2 separate regions of the Ovis aries genome follow, and region 1 is linked to region 2. The links are chromatin contacts, called in public Hi-C maps. All regions are on one chromosome and are shown on one strand. The core of a region is the stretch at or near the end of the contact, and the rest is flanking DNA. Distances in the headings are between cores, read along the strand shown.

Region 1 (6,733 bases), core at 1,174-3,673, 270 kb after region 2:
GAATCACTCACAACAGGCTCATACTTGGAATTGAAATGGAGCAACACCTTATAGTCCTTGCCCCCTCCCCCTAGCCCCCAACACGTACTTTGCCTGCCTTCTGTCTGTGGAAAACTTTAGTCAAAGAATAAGTTTAATCGGAGAAGTGAGAAATGCAGAAACAAAGGAAACAGTCAAAGGAGACGAAATAATAATAATGTAGTCACTAAGCAGAGCCAAGGCCCTTCAGTGCTTCCTCAAGGGCTGTAGATAACAAGCTGAGCTGCATCCGGTGAGCTGTCTTATAGATGCTGAAACCCCAGGTGGAGAAGTTAACTCCATGATGACCAGACTTTGCTCACAACATGAGCTGCTGCAATTCTGAGAAACTGGCCGCAAAGAAATGGGAACAAACGGACCCTGGAACTGAAGACGAACTGTATCTAAAAGTCAAGATGGCACTGGTCAGACCGCTCCTGACCAACCTGAGGATGACTGTCGGGGCTGACTGTGCTGTTTCTGCAGTTAGTCACCCCCCACTTCTGTCTAGAAAAGCTCCAGCCCCACTGGTTGCCAGTGGCATTGTTGTAGCCTCGCTTTCCGGGAAGCAAACTCACTCAGAAGGACAATGCAGAGAGTGGAGTGCAGTTTACTGCACCGGCGGGCCCAAGGCAGAGTCTCCTCTTAGCCAAGGACCCCGACCAGTTTTTGTGAAAACCTTATATACCCTAAGTGTACATGCTCAAACCCACCTCCCCAAATTCCCTGAAACTAGTCTGAACAAAGGAAAAGAAAGATACAATCAAAGTTAACCCGTGATTCGTAAGCCTTAAGCCTAGGTTAACAGTGGACAATTATCAACAGGCCTATGGTCATACCTCAATAAGTATAATAGAATTTATGATTCTATTTGGTTATACAGATAATTAGGGTATTCTTTTAGGTGAGGAGAGTCTAGGTACGAGCCCTAGGGCTCTTCCATCCTGGGGGTCTGGTTTTCCATTTGGTATGTTGTTTCCATAGATACTGGGCATATAGCTCAAAGTCCATAGTCTGGCCCAAGATGGAGTCCTGCTTTCAAGACGGAGTCCTGCTTTCAAGACGGAGTCCTGCTTTCAAGACGGAGTCCGGCCCAAGATGGAGTCCCGCTTTCAAGATGGAGTCTGTTCTGTCTGTTTCCTCCTTCAGCGGGGGGTGGGGGGGGAAGTCAGCCTTTGGACAGATGTCTTCCCTGTCCTCCTCCCGCCCCCTCGAAGTTTCCGGCATCTGAAATGAAGCAAACTTTCTGTCAACCTGGCCTGTTTGTTGGCTTTTGAGTGGCGAGGAGCCTGACCCCGCACACTGGGTAACAGAATCCCTCAGGCTTTCGAGCCTCTGAAGAGAGAACCTACTGACCAGGGCAGGGTGCCCCTCGAGGCACCTAGAGGCACCATTTTGGGGACAGCGGCTTAGAAAACTCCAGGAAGACAGTATCTTTCTTTCTTTTTTTTTAATTTGAAGGTAGGGCCTTTTAGGGGGCTGTGTGTCTCTTCAATACTGACTGCAAGCTTTCTCCAGTTGTGGTGAACAGGAGGCGGGGGGTGGGGGTAGGGCAGCTGCTCTTCCTTCAGTTCTTAGGCGCTAGAGCGCAGGCTCAGCAGTCACCCCAAGGCATGTGGAATCTTCCCAGACCAGGGATCGAACCTGTGTCCCCCGCATTGGCAGGCAGATTCTTAACCACCGGGCCACCAGATAAGTCCTTCTAACGCAATCTGATTTTACCTTCTTGGGTTCTGGAAGAATGAGTGGGTTCTTTATGGTGAACTTTGAGGATACTTAGGCCCAGACAGGGGGAGGACCCTCTTGGCTATCAGCTTATTGCAAAATTTCGATGTCACCCAGAGGAATCCAGATTGGGGACCGCTGTTATTTATAACCACAACTTCCTTCTCAGGAGAGTAGATCCTGCTTCTTTAAATAAAAGGCTCTTTTGTTTGTTCTGAGGCCCCTTATTGAGTTTAGCAAAGGTAGCCAGGTAGCCAAGTTTGGGAGGAGAAGCTGGGGAGGGCCAAATCCTTCCAATTGCTTGGTATCTCGAATGAGCTGAGCCAGGGAAGCCCCCAGGGGTGGCAAGGTGGGAGGGTTGTGAAGGAAGGAGGGCAGGTGGAGATGGGAGCAGGCTGCCCAGCTCAGGAGGCAGGGGGCTGGGGAATGCGGGGGGCCATGGCTTTTAAGAATAGGAATGTCCCAGTGTCACTCTCTCTTGGGTGCTGAGCAGTGCTGTGACTTCCAGAGACCTAAATATCTTCTGCTCACAAAGCATCCTGGTATTCATGCTTTCTTGGGAGAAGAAATGGGCTGCATCCTATGTTTGAGTCAATTCCAGGGCAGAAATAAAGGGAACAGCTGCTAGAATTCAGCAGAAACAGGAAACCAGAGCCACACAATTGTAAGCCTGAGAAAGTGCAGAAGTCTTGGGGACAGGGTCTGAGCCAAACCTATTTTAATCTGATGAGCTGGGAACCCCCAGCCAAGCCTGGGTTCTGCCATCCGGGAAGACTCCGCCCCCTGTTTCCTCACTGAAAAAGCCTGTTGTGTTCAAGGGAGAGGGCAGTGTACCCACCTGGGGTGGGGCAGGGGTCAGGAGGACGACGACTGGTCGGAGATAATTCTACATGTTCCCGCTCCCCTCTGCTGTGACTGGGGCGCAGTAGGCATGTGACCCTGTTCTAGCCAGTGAGACAGAAGGGGAAGTGGGGCTGGGGGCTTCGGGAAGGGTTTCTCTGCCTAATGAAAGGAGAGAGAGCCATTTTAGGGCAAGCCCTGCCCCTGCTTTCTTTCTGGAGATGCTATCTCTGGCTGAGCCTCTGAGCCATTAAAAACAGGGGTTCCAGAGTCAGGGTTAAAAGCACAGCTGGGCTCTGATTAGCTGGGCCGTCTTGAGAGAGTTACTCAACATTTCTGCCTCATCCGCAATGTGAAAATAATAATGGCACCTTCCTCTTAGGGTTGTCGTCACGATCGAATGAATGAATGCGCGAGTGTCTGAAATGGTTCGACAGCTCCTACACATGGTGAGCACTCGATACATGACAGTTGTTACTGTTATTTTTTAATATTTATTTCTTTTTGGCTGTTCCGGGTCTTGATTGTGGGTCTCTGCCACTGTATTGCATGCAGGCCCAGTAGTTTCCGCAAAGTGTGTGGGATTTTAGTTCCCCAACTAGGGATTGAACCTGCGTTCCCCTGCACTGCAAGGCAGATTCTTAACCACTGGACCACCAGGGAAGTCCCTGTTATTATTTTTTTTAATCTGTGGATATGATGCTTGGAACCACGGTAAACTTCTTTTACCCACAAAGGAGGAAACCCTAACATAGAAGATGGGAAGGTAGGAAGAGGAAAGTATTGATTTCCAAACAAGACCTCTGAAGATAATAAAACTCCCAAATCTTTAGGCAACATTTGGTTGAATATTTGTTATTTGCAGCCTAAAGCATTCTAACCATTTGTACATAAAACTTGATTCAAAAAAACAAAAACAAAAACAAAAACAAAACTTGATTCCCTTGTTGATTTACAATAAGAATAAAACCACTTAGTCTATAGGACACTCACATTTATTGATGAAAATACTCACCCTGGAGGCAGACTACAGCAGTGATCGCCAGTTATTCTCAAATGCTTGGTTTCTCCTTTTTTCAAATTTATCTTATTGACGTATAGTTGATTTACAGCGTTGTGTAGTTTCTCCTTTCTTTAATAAAAATAACTGCTGGACACATGTGCCTAGCTAGAAACTACATTTCCCAGGCTCCTCTGCAACTAGAAGCCATATGCCCAAGTTCTAGCCAAAGGAATGTGAATCGAGTGCCCGTCTTGGAGTTTGCCCTTGAAAGGGTTGGGCCTGCCCTGCCCTCAGTCTTCTCTCTTCTTGCTGATGGGAAGATGATAAGAGCTGGAGCAGTTACCGTGGATCCAGAGACTGAAGAGCCATTTTTAGGGTAGACAGAATTGCCCCACCAGCCCTGAACCACCTACTTCTGACTTCTTACAAACAAGAAAAAGAAATTATCTTGTGTAAGCCAGCGTATAGTTTTTTGTCACTTTACCACAGCAGATCTACGTGAGATTACAGAATATCAGGTAGAAATAGTGGTACAGAAACACTGTTCTGTGATTAGTACTATGACCCTATGTATCAGTCAGCTGCTGCTTCATAACAAAACACCCCAAATTTAGGACTTAATGCAATAACGCTTTACTATTTCTCATGATTCTGTGGGTTGGCTTCATTCTTCTGCTGGTTTTTCCAGGGCTTGCTTGTGCAACTGCAATCAGTTGGAGGAATGGCTGAGGGCTGGGTTCTGCTGGGACAGAGAGGGTGGCTGAGCCTCCCTCTCCATGTGGTCTTTCATCCTCAAGGAAGATAGTCCAAGCTCGTTTTCCTCACATGGTGACTCTGTAAGAGTTCCAAGAGAAAGCCCCGAAGCACCAACATTTTTCCTGTTTGTGTCGTGGTTGCTGGTACTCCACTTGAAAAAGCAAGTCACATGGCCAACTTCAGAGTCAATGCAGGAGGGTATAGATACCAGAAGCTTGATTCACTGGGTTATTTAGGGAACAACTCACCTTACCCTATTACGCCCCATGAATTTTGGAAGCTCATTAAGGATAATTAGAAATCCTAGTGCTGTGCACACTAGACTCACCTGCACAGAGACTAATAAACCTCTAGGATTAGGGACAATTAAAATTCATTCCCTCATTTGGCTATTCATCATGTTCAGTCCGGAGGTGGCAATGGCACCCCACTCCAGTACTCTTGCCTGGAAAGTCCCATGGACAGAGGAGCCTGGTGGGCTGCAGTCCACGGAGTCGCGAAGAGTCGGACACGACTGAAGCAACTTAGCAGCAGCAGCAGCAGCAGCAGCATGTTCAGTCACTCAGTCATATCCAACTCTTTGTGGCCATCAGCCCACCAGGCTCCTCTGTCTATGGAATTCTCCAGGCAAGAACACTGGAGTGAGTTGCCATTTCCTCCTCTAGGAAAGCTTCCTCATCCAGCGATCAAACCCGCATCTGCATTGCAGGTGGATTCTTCACCACTGAGCCACGGGGGAAGCCCAAAGGTCAAAAAAAAAAAAAAAGTTTCAGGTTGTTTATATAAAAATTTTAAATGATAAGATTTAAAATTATTATTGGAAAGAATCAGAATGGAAGGAAAATGCACGTAGGAAAAACAAAAGGTGATAGCAGAAGCAGGGTCAGAACAAAAGATGCATGTCTCAGAGGTTCACGCTCCCACTAGGAGGAGGACATGAGGGTGTCTGGAGAGTGCTGGGACAAGACCCAGGAGGTGGTCATGGGCAGTGGAGGGGATGGGGGTCAGGCAGTGGCTTCTCACAGAGCTGTGCCACTTTGCGGGACTCAGGGGAGCTGGGATGAGGCAACATCTAAAGTACTCCAAGATGGTGCTTCTCAACCTTACTGGGTTTTAGGATCACTTGGGGAGTAGGTTTAACACAGATTCATAGGCCCAATCCCTAGAGCCTGGACTCGCAGATGGTCTTTGAACCCCATTGTGAAGTGACTTTGAAGCCCATTTCATAAGTGGATGCCAGGTTCCAGGTAGGATATTCAGAGTGGAGGAATAACCAAGAACAAAGTTTCTTAGGACCTCCCTGGTGGCCCATGACTAAGACTCCACACTCCCAACGCAGTTTGATCCCTGGTCAGGGAACTAGATCCCACGTGCCACAACTAAGAGTTTGCATGCTGAAGCTAAGTCCCGGCAAAGGCAAATTTGAAAATAGAAAGAAAGCAAGCTTATTAAATAAGTGAATGGCTCCAGAGTCCCAGGAATATTCTGGAAAGGGGAAGGGGATGCAGTGTGGTCTTGGAGCTCCCTAATAGTTCAGATACTTTATTTCTGCCCAAAACAAACCTCTTTCCTGAATAAATATCTCCCAATGAGATTCTCAGCCCTCACTAATATTACCCGCTCTAGGGCCAGCCCCCATCGTACAAGCGCTATTGCTGGATTCCACCCACGCCGCAGCTGTTGCTGATTGGACCAAGGTTGGGCACCTGACTTAAAATTCACCACACAGGTTCTCTCTGCCAGGAACATGAAACAGAAACAGGGGTCTTTGGTACTGTGTCCACTGATGGCTGTGCTCCACAGGGACAGCCCATGAACCCTGATGTTCAGATCTGCAGGATTGCCTGGTTCCTGCCCTTCCTGGATGCTGGCTCTTCAGCATCCCTCCAGCTTGTGACACATTCTGGCATGCTTCCACTAAATTCTACTTTGGCTGAGTCAGCTCTTATCCCTGGCCTCCAAAAGCACTTTAACTGCTGTATGCTGGCACAGTGACATGGGATCAGAGTTAGTGGGTCTGAGGTTTTCCCTGTGATTTCAAACTGGGCTGTCCCTAAGAAATGGGCCCATCTAGTCTTTTTCCTGGAGAAGGAAATGGCACCCCACTCCAGTACTCTTGCCTGGAAAATCCCATGGATGGAGGAGCCTGGAAGGCTGCAGTCCATGGGGTCACTGAGGTCGGACACGACTGAGCGACTTTACTTTCACTTTTCACTTTCATGCATTGGAGAAGGAAATGGCAACCCACACCAGTGTTCTTGCCTGGAAAAATCCCAGGGACAGGGGAGCCTGGTGGGCTGCTGTCTATGGGGTCGCACAGAGTCAGAAATGACTGAAGCGACTTAGCAGCAGCAGCAGTCTTTTTCCTGGTGAAACTATGAGATGCCAAGG
Region 2 (7,466 bases), core at 3,702-6,201:
AACAGATTGGAAGTCACAAGGACCTGGTTCAACCCTCAGGTCAGCTCAGCTCTTAACTGTGTGACTTTAGGCAAATCAAATGTCACTTTCAGTGAGGATTTTGAGGGCATCCGTATCTTTTCTTTACTTTTAGGTCACTCCATATCTCTTGCAGTGTCTTAGTTCTCTGACCAGGGATCCAGCATGGGTCCCCAGCAGCAGTGGATAAGCTGAACCCTAACCACTGGACTGCCAGGGAGGTTCCAAGGGGCACCCTCGTTTAAAGCTTACATCCGCTCCCTGTGCTCTGTCTCTGAGAATATATCACTCTGACATTATCATATTTTAGTTCCTGTCTTTATTACTGTGTCCTCCAGCTAGAATTTACACTGCCCACAAGGACAGCAATGAATAAATGAAAATTCATTACTCTCAGAGCCTCAACTTTCTCTTCTGTAAAATGGGGAAAGCAATAGTACCCCTCCCCCACCAAAGGGGCCATGGTGATGTTGTGTGAGATGTTTGGCATGGGACAGGTGCTTCCTGACTGGGGACCTTTTTCCCAGGGACCTTCCAGGAAGGTGGGGAGAGGAGGTAAGCCTCAACCTGACCTGGTGGAGCCTCCCCACTTTGGGCCTGGATTGGCACTGTGTGTAGCTCAGCCCAGGCCCGCCCTCTGCCAGCTGTGACCCAGCCCTGTTGGTATGCCCACTCCCCTTGGATTCCTGTGGCTGCTATTGGGGAGGAGTCTTGAACATCAGGCAAAAGCTCTCTGGCCAGGGAAACAGTCTCCCCATCTGTGCAATAGGGGTGCTCTGAGGGCCCCACCTCCAGGCTTCGCCCATCTGGGTAGATGTGGGTTTGGGGTAGTCCGAGCTTCCTCTTCAGCCACACCCCAAACCTACTCCTGCCTGTACCTGGTGAACAAGTTCTTTTTGGTTCCAAAACTGCAATTCAGAGTCCTGCCCAATTTTGTCCTCAAATGCACACAAGGGTACACACACTTACCTTCACTCACCTTTGCGTAGAAAAAAGTCCTTCCAGCTCCTGAGTGAACAGACCCCATCCAATCACCTCCCAAAATGGGGCCACTGGCTCTGAAAATTAACCCCAACACAAGGCAGGGTCCAGAATGTCCTAAGCCTTTGGCTTGGGAAGGCAGGAGATGAGGGGGCATCGGCCAGGGGACAGTGCACAGGGCCTGGAAACAAACGTGCCTCTTTTGAATCCTGGCTCTACCGTTTCCTAGCTGTATGACCTTGAGCTGACCACTGAATCTCCCTTGGCCCACTTCCTGGTCTGTAACATGAGGTTCTTACCCGTGCCAGGGGATGCTTGTTAGGCATACGTGAGCTGACGGATGCAGAACGCTTAGTGCAGTGCCCAGCGCGCAGGAAACACCTGTGAGTGGAAGAGGCTGCTGTTGTTCAGGACACCTACATGGCTTGAGCACATTCTTCATGCCCAAACCCCAAGCTAAAGCTAATGTAGGCAAGATGTGAGCAACTGAAACCCACGGGGGCCTGGCACCAGCAGTTCTAGTCCCGGTGGAGGTGGGGTTCTTGTCTGGGGACGCCTGGGTCTGAACAGAGGAACCCATCAGACTGGCATCCTGGGGTGGGAGGTGTCACCTGCCAGCCTTACTCCACCTGAGTCTCCAGTTTCTTGGATCCCCCCATAGGTCCCCAGGCCTGGCCTAATCCCCCCGTTCGAGGCTGTCACCCATCACACCCCACACCACTCCTTCCACGAACAGACAAATCTTATTTATCACAAAATCATTTTTTAATGAGGGTTGGGTCAGGAACAGGAATAGGGATTGCACTGGGGACCCTACCCCAGATGGCAGAGGGCTCAGGTGTTGGCTCGCACCCTGCCTCCTGTAGGGCACCGCAGGGTGAGACCTGACCCCAGGCTCTGGCTATGGTGCTGGACACCAGCCTGGAGTGGAGCTGGGGTTGCTTGGCCTGGTTCCGACGGCCGACCCGGCTGCAGTTCCCCAAAAACGGCCACCAGAGGGCAGTCGGCCCCCAGAGCAGAGGAATTCTCGGTTTCTCAGGTGATGGCTTCTTAAAAAAATAAAAAACCAGAGGCTGGTGTGTTCCCCCTGCAAACCCGAGGGGGCGGGCCTGGGGAGAAGGCTCTGGTTTCTATGATCTCTTCGATAAAAAGTAAGCAAAAATAATAACAAAATACGTGGTTTCTCTCTCTCCCTTTTCCCCCTCTAGGAACTGAGGTCAGAAATGAGGGTGTTGGGGACTGGGAGTACCCTGGTATGGCCTGGATTTCAAGGTGTGGGTCTCTTTATTTCCCCTTAACACCCATAAATAAATTCATAAATAAATAATAAATAGATATTCTCTTTGTATGTGCACATATATACAGATAAACCTTTCTCTTATCTAGGCAATGGAGTAACTAACCTCTCTGACTCTTTAGCTCAGAAACACAAAAGTAAAGTGACATGGTCAAGGTCAAGGGAGGGGGAAGGTCAGGGACTTGGAATGGCACTGTGAAACACCCAGCAGCCTACTGGAACTCCAAGCCCATCTGGGCTGTGGGACATTTCTGAGTTGGGACCCTGACCACCGGAACATTCTAGAACCATGGAGCCAGCTGGGCCCTGCAGGGATCTGAACAGAATCCTGTGAAACACCCAAAGTCCTAGAACTCCAGAACCAGCTGGGTCTTGGGGTGTGGAGCTGGGGGTTGGAACAAAGCCCTGGAGGACCTAACATTCTGGAATTCTGTAGTGATGAGGGCTGGAGGGTCACCAGGATGAGACTAGACATCACTGGGGGAGCGGGATCGGAAGAGCGTCTTGGAAGAGGAACAGCAGCAGCAGACAGCCCACAGCACCTTCTGCACGTCCTGGTTGCGGAAGGCGTAGATGATGGGGTTGATCATGGAGTTGTAGGTGGCAGGGAGCAGGGTGAGATAGGTGTAGAGGGGTGGGGAGTGGGCATCGCCCAACAGGCAGTAGACGGTGAAGGGCAGCCAGCAGGCGGCAAAGGCGCCAAGCACCACGGCCAGGGTGGCAATGCCCTTTCGGGTGGCCACGTAGTGGGAGGCAGGCAGCAGGTGCCGCTGGAGGGCAATCTGCTGGGCATGGCGGCAGACGATGCGACAGACCTGGGCGTACAGCTGCAGCATGATGCCGAACACCATGAAGAAGGCGACGGCCAGGACCACCAGATGGTTCTTGGAGAGCGGATAGACCACGCCGCACGTGGCCCGCGCATCCAGGCAGTTCCAGGCCAGCACAGGCAGCAGCCCCAGGCCCAGCGCGCCCCCCCACACTAGGGCCAGCATCACATAGGTCCGCGTCACTGTTGTCTCTGAGTAGTAGGTGAGCGCATTATACAGAGAAAGGTAGCGATCAACGGTGATGGCCAGTAGGCTGCCGATGCTGGCAGTAAAGGCCGTGGCCAGCACGCCAACCAGCACCAGGCTCATCACTGCTGAGCCAATGCAGAAGACAGCAGCGAAGTGCATGACCAGGCCCAGGCCCGCCAGCAGGTCTGCCACAGCCAGGCTGCCCACTAGCAGGAACATGGGGGCACGGAAGGCGGGAGTGCCCACGATGATGGCCACCACCAGCGCGTTCTCACAGGACACCAGTGTGCCCGAGATGCACAGTACTACGTCCCAGGCCGTGGGGGTGGGCAGCGGTGCAGCAGGGCCTGTGGGCCCCTCTGTGGACCCCATGCTGCTCATGTTCATGTTTCCAGGGCCAGCAGAGAGCCAGGCCAGGGGGCTGCCTGCACCCCACATCATGGTACCTGTAGGAGAAACGCCCTGTGAGAAGCTGGCAGGGCTGGGTGCTGGGTAGAGGGGTCTGGAAGCAGTCGGGGGGGGGGGGTCTCTCCTCAGGATACCTGGCTGGGTCCCAGGTTGCCCACCCCCTCCCATGCCCTGAAGCTCCTTCCAGGATACCCTTGTCTTCACCTATGCCCCTAGGCCAGCAGGGGTCTGGGGATCCCTGTGGTGGGTCGCTCCCCTCTCCCTTCTAATACATTGAGTCCCGCAGGTCTCTCTCCCATGTGTGTGACCGAGGAGGACAAGATGAAGGACTACCATAAGTGGATGGAGGCCCATAGGATCCCGGAGAAGCCGGGAAAGGCCCAGGACTGGGGGAGGGGACATCTCAAGACTGACAGCAGTTCTGCTCCCTCCCCACTGGGGAGGATGACGCTCAGTTTCTGAGGCTCACCAGACCCCTCACGATTCTCAGTATGGCCAGCCCCAGACTCCGCCCCCAGAGAATGCTCGTGAAGCTCCCGCCAGCCCCCACCCTGCACTCTTAGGGTAACAACATCTGGGACCTCAGCCCCCCAACACACACTCGCCTAGACTTCTGCCCCCAGCTGGACCCTTCTTTCTGCCTGAACCTCTGGGTCTTTGGGACAAACACCCCCTGCTGGAAGCCAGGATCCTGGAGTCAGATCCCTCCCTCTGCTTGGACACCTGGCTCTTGGGCCTGACTCCGCCTCCTGTCCGGACGTCTGGATTTCTAAGTCGGACACCTCCTCCTGCTCGGACGCCTGGTTCCTGGCCCAGACGCTTCCTGCCGGCCCAAACTCAGATGACCATCAGTCCCTTCAGGGCCTCGGGTCCTTGCAGGAGTGCTCACCCCACGCCGGGCTACCCAGCTGACAGCTCTTATCACCCAGACCCTGGGTCCCCTCCTGTTAGCCCAGACTCAGAGTTCCTGGTCTCAACCTCCGACCCCAACCAACGGCTGGGAGCTTGACCGCTTGCCCAGCGTCCAGCATCCTGCGTGCCCTCTTGGACGCCTGGTACCCAAGGCGGGGCCCGCTACTCACCTCTCGGGACGGGGCGCGGCCGGGCCGCGGGGAGGCTGCGCTCGGGTCCGGGCTGCGCAGGGTGTGTGAGGACCCCGAGAAGCCCCCGCGGCCGCGGGAGAAGCGGCGTGAGTCACCCCGTCCTGCCCCGCCCCCGACCACCGCTTTGGTGACGTCAGTGGCCCGGCTGGCCAATGGGTGCGTCGCGCTGGGGCGCAGCGCGCGCCGCTCGGCATAGTAATGAGGCCTCGTGCCGCCCGCTCCCCCATTCATAAAAAGCGACCGTGGCTGCGGCTCCGCCCCCTTCTGAGTCGGCCCGCGCTGTCCTTGACGCTGCGCCCTCTACGGGCCGGGGGTTTCGGGGTCGCTGGTGCGAGAGCCCTTGCAGTCTCAGGGAGGTGGCGGGGGGCATGTGTTAGAGGGAGAGGAAGAAAGGGGCCCCGGAGAGTTTGTGGAGGTGATGGGACCCTCGGGTGGCAGAGACAGGCTGACGGAATTCAGGTGACGGAGCCCGAGTGATGGGGGCTGAATGAGCGTCCCCGGTGAGGATGACAGGGGTTGCCAAGACGATGGGGCCCTGAGGTGATGGTGACAGGAGCACGAGGGAGCAGGGAGGTGGGTGGAAGTGACGGTATGAGCGCGGTGACAGGATCTTGGGGGGATGGTGGCAGTGCGACGCTGAGGAGGAGAAGGAAGCCCCCAGGGCAACCATAGCAGTGTCAGGGTGACGCTGGGCCATGATGGGGTTCAGGGATGAGGCGGTAGGAAAGGGAAGGTGGAGGGGCTGGGTGATAGTTCTTCAGGTCACCGTGACCCTGTCACAAGTGACCAGGCTGTGATAAGGGTCATAGGGTCCTGGAATGAAGATACCAGGTGACTGTGGGCCCCCAGGGGGGTGGGACAGGGTAGAGGGTCTGGACTGACAGTAACCGGGCCAGCCCTCCTGATGCCGGGGCTGGCAGAAGGAGCTGGGCGACGTCAATCATGTCAGCCCAATAGCGCCCTCACTGCACAGGGAGGGGTGGGCCTGGCAAGATTTCAAAACTTGAATTATTTATTCAAGGATCTGGAAAGCCAGCGGGGTGGGGGTGGGGGGGGGGGTGGGGGGGGTCACTTCCCTGAAGCAGCAGGAGTCGGGAAGAACTTGGAAGCAGAAAGCCATCAGCTCAGTCCCCAGGGCGGGCCCCCCTCGGCCTCCCATCTTAGGCACCCTGGCAGGGCAGGGCACAGAGAAGAAACTCCCCCTTCCCCACCTCTTCCTGTTCCCAGGGAACCTCTCCCAGCTGACTTCTCCAGATGCCACAGATATGGCCAGTTCTGGGAAAGGGGAAATAGCTGCCTCCTCCACCCTCCAACTCGAGCTCTGATCCTCATTGGAATCAACCAGGCCTGTGGGAAGGGGCTGGGGGCAGGGACCAGGTGAGGGCCCAGATCCCAGGCCCCACCACTTATCCTCCCAGCACAGAACCACTGCAGTATCCACAGTCAGTGTGGGGCAGGGAGAAGGAGGGGGCCGGCCAGTGGCAGGGTACATGGGGCTGGCAGGGCTGGAGAAGATACTGTACTTCAGGTTGCACATGGTGAGTTTGGGGTGGTTAGCAGGTGGTGTGGTCAGCAGTTAGTTTGGGTGAATATCTTAGGCTCTTTGGGCCTGTTTTCTCTAGAGACAGGGACTTCCCAATTGGTCCAGTGGCTAAGATGCCACATACCCAATGCAGAGGGTTGGGGTTTGATCCCTGGTCAGGGGAACTAGATCCCATGAGCCGCAACTAAAGAGTTTGCATGCGGCAACTAACAAGATCCTACGTGATGCAGCTAAGACCCAGCACAGCCAAATAAATAAATAAAAGTTAAGAAAAAGAGAGACCATGTTAGTATCTTCTGCATGGAATTGCTGGGAGGTGCTGGCTGCAGGAGGAGGACACCTGGGAGGCTTGGGTGTGCGGGGAGGGAGCAGAGAGGAGGAGCTTCAGGGAACCCCACCAGTGAGAGCACAGACTGGGTGAGAAGCTTCCTGCTCCTGGGCTTTGCCTGGCGGTTCCCTCTGCCCAGAACCCCTTTACTCCATTTGAGAGTCTCTGCGGCCAAGTCAATATCTTCCGGAGCAGGCTTTCCCAACCTCTACCCTAGACGACCACTCCCGCCCCTGTCACTCTCTCCCTCCTTTCCTTATCATTTTTTAGAGCACTTAGCACTCCTGAAATTGTAAATTTATTGTTTTAAGAGAAAAGACATGTCAGCCCCACCAAGATATAAGCTCCAAGAGGATACAGACTTTGTTCTGGTCTGTGCTGGAGAACAAAGCCTGGCGTGGAGGAGGTGTTCAATAAATACTTGCTGACTGGATGACTGGACAAAAAGCAACATCCGAGAAAGAGAAGGAAATCACGGAGGGAACAGTAATACGCACAGTGTTGAGGAAAGCGGGGCAGCAAAGGGAATACAAGAACATCTGCCCCCTGGAACCCGGATGTCCACTTTCTCCCCTGTCAGAGCCAGGTCTCAACAGCTGTCCAGTTGGTCTCAGAGAGGCTGCTGGGAGGTTGGCATGAGAGGGTGTATGAGAGGGAACCCATTTGTGGTCCCGTGGTTAGGACTCCACACTTCCACCGCAGGGGGCATAAGTTTGATTCCTGGTCAGGGAACTAAGATCTTGCAAGCCATATGGCTCACACATACACA

What was found. Hi-C and Micro-C count contacts between places; a contact is called where the count stands out from the background.
Region 1: a contact with region 2 is called in a Hi-C map of mixed tissues, with 2.4 times the contacts expected there. The contact joins the enhancer-like site here to the promoter of GPR3 in region 2. A contact is called at or near these places in 2 of 16 Hi-C or Micro-C datasets (mixed tissues and tail adipose tissue).

The regions. Positions count from the first base shown.
Region 1 is chr2:239,896,313-239,903,045 of ARS-UI_Ramb_v3.0, forward strand. No RefSeq gene overlaps it. Among named protein-coding and RNA genes, the nearest start is that of TENT5B, 41 kb to the right of the region's middle. Within about 2 kb of position 2,424, at least 3 of the 54 cell types and tissues checked have an H3K27ac peak or open chromatin away from gene starts, as enhancers often do.
Region 2 is chr2:239,619,815-239,627,280 of ARS-UI_Ramb_v3.0, forward strand. GPR3 (G protein-coupled receptor 3) reads right to left here and starts at 4,952. Exons shown (of 2, transcript XM_027965442.3): 1 at 4,806-4,952; 2 at 1-3,761. The coding sequence starts at 3,756. The coding sequence ends at 2,764.